Regions from separate parts of the Sus scrofa genome. Here region 1 is linked to region 2. A link is a contact called in public Hi-C data. All regions are on one chromosome and are shown on one strand. The core of a region is the stretch at or near the end of the contact, and the rest is flanking DNA. Distances in the headings are between cores, read along the strand shown. Region 1 holds the start of KBTBD4 (kelch repeat and BTB domain-containing protein 4). Region 2 holds the start of SLC39A13 (zinc transporter ZIP13).

Region 1 (2,735 bases), core at 113-2,612, 170 kb before region 2:
CAGGTTGCAGACGCGGCTCAGATCTCATGTTGCTGTGGCTGTGGTGTAGGCCAGTGGCTACAGCTCCGATTAGACCCTAGCCTGGGACCCTCCATATGCCGGGAGGCCCAAGAAATGCCAAAAAGACCAAAAACAAAAAAAGAAGTAATGAAAACTTAGTAAAAATGCCACCTATACAGGCCACCAAAAGTCACTTTATTACTGCAGCTGAGGTGTCTGCCTTTCATAGCAGATTCTCAAGCCAAGAACCTTAGGGCTGAAGGGCCCTCATAGATTATCTAGCTGAAATCCATTTTTTTTTTTTTTTTTTTTTTTTGCTTTTTTAGGGCCACACCCTTGACATGTTGAAGTTCCCAAGCTAAGGGTTGAATCAGAGCTGCAGCTGCCAGCCTACGCCACAGCCACAGCCAAGCCAGATCCTTAACCCACTGAGGGAGGCCACGCATCAAACCCGCATTCTCATGGATACTAGTCAGGTTCGTTAGCAATGAGCCACTGAAACTTTATTTTTTTATATTTTTGCACAAATGAGGAAACTGAGACCCAGAATGGGTCTTTTTACTCCCAGGGCTTATGTTGACCGTAACTAATTCCCATATATTCATTCGCACAACACTACCTCACTGAGCAACCACACATCCTAGGCTGCAGAGTATTAATACCAGTTCTCTGCCTTAGGCAGCGAGCAGGCCTGCTGTCTCTCACTAGTGCTGTGACCCTGGGCAACTTACTTCTCTGGACTGTTTCCTGCTCTACAGTAGAAAAGCATAATACTATCCACCCGGTAAGATTGTGGGGAGAAATGAATAAGATCATTCATTAATCGCTTAGCGAGGTGCCCGGCACAACAAGCATTCAACTAACGCCAACTATTATTATAATAAGAAGGCTCTGAAGCCCAAAGTTTGTTTCCTGCTCTCAAAGAGCTGACAGTTTAATCGGAGAAAAAGAAAATCACTAAAGTGGACAAAAGGCAACAGGGCACAACAGAAAAGGCTCTAGGGCACTAGGTGCCCGATTCTGCCTGCAGAGTGAAGACCGTTGCAGTCAGCTCTCCAAGGACAAGAAGAGACTTGCCAGGAGGACGCAGAGAAGGGCAGCCCAGGACAAGGGCAAACATCTGACAAAGGGAATGAACGGGGCCCCGCCTGTAGTCCCCATAAGGGCCGGACTCGCACATACTCACGGCGCGTGTCGGCCGCAGCGCTTTCCTTCCTCACAGGCAGCAAAAGCACCGAGGGTCGCCCGGACACTGCACGGGAATATAGAGGCACTGAAGCGCAGGGTGAGGCTTGAGGGGGCTCCCTGCGCTGGACGCGCCGCCGCTCCCCCCCTGGCCCTCAGCCTGCTGCCCTTGCTCACCCCTAGCCACCGCCGCGGGCCCCACGAGCCCCCGCCAACAGCCCCTTGCAGCCGCCGCCGCCGCCATGTTTCCCGGCTGCAAACCAGGTAGCAGAAGCCAGATCCGCAGGACACGGAGCCCCAAGGGCACGGACCGGAAGCGGAAGTGTGCATCGGATCTTCTTCCGGGCGGACGCGGGGCCGGAAGCAGAGGTTCCGGGTTCCGGGCTTCGGAATGAAAGGAGGGAAGGCAGGTGAGAAAGCGAAGCCCGCGGGTGGGGAAACCGTGAGGTGAATGTGACCCTAGCTTGTTGTGACAGAGGCTGGAGAGAAGGAGAGGATCCTAAAGAACCGGACCGGTGAGAGGAGAAGGGGCGGGAGATCTGGGTTCCACATTCCATACCCCTCCTCCGCTCCCCCAGCTAAGCTTTTGATTAGGGCCAGCAGGCAAGCTAGGGGGAGGGGGAGAGAAGAACGGTTTCCCTGGCGACCGTTTCCCAGGCGACTCCAGGTGGAGCGGGGACACTGCACGTGGCAATGGGCCTCCTTGGGCCCCTTGCTGGGGATGGTTGGGTTCCGTGTCGAGTTCTGAGACGAAGCCTTGGGGAGTCATTAGGGCGAGCGGGGAAGTGCCAGGGAGAGGCTCAGAAAAGAGCAAATGTAGGATTAACATGTCCCAAGCCAAGCCTTGTATTAAAAGGTATGGATCACAAGCAAGGGGAAAGAGGGGGTCTTTTTTGTCGGATTCTGCTGCTCCGAGCCTCATTAGTTTTATATTCGATAGTTATTTGGTTAGTAAGCCTTTTTGCCAGGTTTTTTAAATCATAGGCTTCCTCCAATCACTTGCGTTCATGTGTTGACCTAAATACCACGCCTTTTGTTGCATCATGAAAAGGAGTATTCTGTGTTTTCTCAGAGAAACACCCAGAGTAGGAAATTTTTATCTCATTGGGGATGGAATGTTATTTCAGGAGAATGAACCCAGCTTTGGTTGAAGGAGAATGTTAGAGATATCATTAGCAAGGCTAGAACTAAGGCTAATCTGGCCCACTGTGCCCTCATTTCCCCCTTCTCCCCCCGTGAATTGGACAGTTGGATTCGTAGACTGTAGTTGTGACTTCCTTAAGTTATTCAGGGTGGTGGTATTTTGCAGACAGCTGGCAGAGAGAGAAGTTGGCTACTACCATGGAATCACCGGAGGAGCCTGGAGCATCCATGGATGAGAACTACTTTGTGAACTACACTTTCAAAGATAGGTCACACTCAGGCCGTGTGGCTCAGGGCATCATGAAACTGTGTCTGGAGGAAGAGCTCTTTGCTGATGTCACTATTTCAGTGGAAGGCCGAGAGTTTCAGCTCCACCGATTGGTCCTCTCAGCTCAGAGCTGTTTCTT
Region 2 (2,900 bases), core at 277-2,776:
TTGGCCGCACACCTGCTTAGGAAACGTGGCATCTTAACCCTCCCCCCACTCCCAGAGGCCTTGGCACCGGCCCTCCTGCCTGCCTCCCCCTGGGGCCTCTGAGGACCCGAATGATGGGTGCATGGAGCAAAGCGGCTCTGCCCCTCCTCACCTCACTCCCAAGGACCACACATTTTTTCCTTGGGAGCCACTTCCAGACTGTGTGTCAGCCTGTCCGCCTGAGGCTAAACTTTCCTTAATGACAGGGTGAGGCGCTGGCTAGGTTCCCCTCAGCCACTGGCAGGCCTGGCCCAGCTGGATGTCTGGCTGCCAGGGGAGGCTTTGGGCCGGGATGTCCTCCAGTGAAGCACCCCCAGGGACAGAGGCCGGCACCACCTAGCTTGGTGGGGCAATAGGAGGAGTGCAGGTGGGGAAACCAACCAGCTGATCTAGATTAGGATCATTAGGGCTTCTTCCTAGGAAATGGGCCAAACAGGAGGTGGGACTGAAGACAGAGGCTCCTTCAGTTAGGAGCTGCCTCACAGATGTATAGAGCACAGGCTTTGAAGACCTGCCCTTGACTTTGTGCTCTGAGCTTATAGCTGCTGGTTGGGGGTAAATCCCTGAAGACTCTCTCTGAGCCTCAGTCTCCTTCTCTGTAGGATGGAGAGAATTTGCCTCCCTCACACAAATGAGATGAGCTTGCTAAACAGGTGAGCATGCCTGGCATGGATCAGGCACAGAAAGCCCTCCTTATGCTGCTGGGACCCAGGAGCAGTGGACACCTGGAGTGCACCCAGCGGATGGATCACAGGACCTGGATGTGAGTCAACCAAGAGGGAAGTACAAATCTGGAAACTCAGGCATGAGGTTTAAATGTGGTCTTCCCTGCCTCATGCTGGCTGTGACCTTGAGCCAGTGATGGCCGTGCCTCAGTTTTCCGCATTTGCTGATGGAGTTGGGAAGGGGGCGGGGGCGGGGGCGGGGGCGGAAAGCAGCTGTTAAAGATGCTCCAGTCTAGGCTCTCCAGGCCTTAAATCCGCAGGGCTCCACTGGGGACCAAAAAGCAGGACTGAGCCAGGCCTGACTTGGAGGCGGCGGCGGGTCACTTAAAGGTTAGAGGACCACAAGTTTGGAACAGAAGAGAGGGTACCGAGGGAGTCAGCAAGCGGAGAGAAAGGAGAAAGCAAGGAGCGGGAGAGTCAGGAGTGGAGAGCTGGAGAGTGGGAGATGGATGCGGAAGGGGAGAGAGAGGGAGAGATGAGGAGCGACGCGTGGGGAGCCGGGAGAAGAGCCCAAGGAAGTTGAATTCCCGGGCTCTGGGCAAGAGGCCCAGGTCTGATCTAGACAAGCCGGGCCGAAGTCAACGGGATGGGCAGGGTTTGTCCCGCCTGGGGCATGGGCCCTGAGGGTCGGGCGGTCACTCACCTTGCGGCGGCAGCGGCGGCGCTACGGGCGGCCCCGGCCATCCAGCTGCGGAGCCCCGCCCCGCCCCGGGTCTGCCCCGCCCGGCCCGGCCACCCGGCCCCCGGCCCGGAGCCGCCCCCCGCGCGCGGCCACGTCACACGGGACCTGTCCGGAACCCGACGCGCCGCGCGCCGCGGGGTAGTGGGGGAGCGGCCGTCGGAGCGCGCTTCCGCCTCGCGGCCATGGGGGACCCGGGCGGCTGGCGCACTTCCGCTCCGGCCGGACCGGGCACAGCGGGGAGGGTCGAGCGGAAGTGGGAGCCCGCTGGACACCGCACTCGGTCGGGCTAGGCAGGGCGTAGGCGGCGGCCTTCTAGGGACCACGAGCGGCCGGGTGGCTGGGCTTGAGGGCCTGGCCGCCGCTTCCTCTCTCGGGTGGCAGTCCCGGCCGCGGCCGCACGGGGGCGCGCTCGGCTTCTAGACTGTGCCGTTCCGAGCCGGGGCCGGGGCCGGTGCTGGGGCTTGGGGCCGGGGTCGGGGTGGGAGGATGGCTGCGGCACTCCTTCTCTGAGTCAGCCTGGTCTGGCTCCTCCATGAGCAAGGGAAAGGGGAAGTGTCTGCCGCAGGGAGGGGCCTAGCCTCGGGAACCTCAGAAGAGGGAATTTTATTCTTACTCATCGAATTATTTTTATGCTTTGGTTTTTCACTGGGAACCTCAGGCCTTTGTCTCCAGGGCTTGTAACCCTTTGGAGTCCAATGCACGGTGGCTTGACACTGCTGCTGGTAACTCCAAACCTGGGGGAGCAAGAGCTCTGTGCTTCCCTCACCTCAGATTAAGGCAGCAAACAATAGCATTATTATTATAACCGCAGTTTATTGCTGAACACCTGCCATTTACTCTGCTTGCATTGTCTTAAAGAACCCTCAGCCTAGCCCATTGAGGTGGGGTAGTTAGCCCAGGGTCACACAATAGCACGGATGACAGAGCCACAATTGAAACCTGAATATTCCTGAACCCAGGGCATGTGACAGCAGCTCTCATTTCTAGAGTCTTAGGAATCTGGCTTGGCATTTCCACTTTGCATCCTTCTCTGGGAATCAGCCAGGACCACCTATACTCAGGAACGGGCCCTTGGGTACTCATTTGGACAGAGATTGTGACAGGGTGGGAGTCTCTAAGCCTCTGACCCTCATCTGCCTCCTAGGGTACTTCCTTCATCCATCCTGTGTCACTTTCCCTTACTGGGGGCTCTGAGGGCACAAGTGTCATATGCTACACCAGTTGCCCTGTTCCACCTCACACTCCAACGCTGCCTTTCTTAGACCCCAATCCTACCAAGAAGGATCAGCTTTCCTCTGAAAGCCCCCTGTCTGCTTCCCCCTCAAGGCCCACAGTTCTGCCGGGACACCCTCCTCTTCCCCCGCCTAAGTTCTGAAGTGGAAACCCTAGGTTGATTACTTTGCAGAGGGAGGAGGAGGAGGACACTCAGGGATGCTGCTCTGGGATCTCTAAGA

The links. A called contact is a pair of places that touch in the nucleus more often than the background predicts.
Region 1: a Hi-C map of skeletal muscle shows a contact between it and region 2, with 3 times the contacts expected there. The contact joins the promoter of KBTBD4 here to the promoter of SLC39A13 in region 2. A contact is called at or near these places in 1 of 5 promoter capture datasets (liver), 1 of 47 Hi-C or Micro-C datasets (skeletal muscle) and 2 of 2 datasets of contacts at active chromatin or transcription factors (alveolar macrophages and skeletal muscle).

The regions. Positions count from the first base shown.
Region 1 is chr2:15,035,357-15,038,091 of Sscrofa11.1, forward strand. KBTBD4 (kelch repeat and BTB domain-containing protein 4) reads left to right here and starts at 1,363. Exons shown (of 4, transcript XM_003122803.6): 1 at 1,363-1,595; 2 at 2,495-2,735. The coding sequence starts at 1,577. NDUFS3 (NADH:ubiquinone oxidoreductase core subunit S3) reads right to left here and starts at 1,524. Exons shown (of 7, transcript NM_001243796.1): 1 at 1,363-1,524; 2 at 1,187-1,252. The coding sequence starts at 1,429.
Region 2 is chr2:15,201,410-15,204,309 of Sscrofa11.1, forward strand. SLC39A13 (zinc transporter ZIP13) reads right to left here and starts at 1,527. Exons shown (of 10, transcript XM_003122808.6): 1 at 1,408-1,527.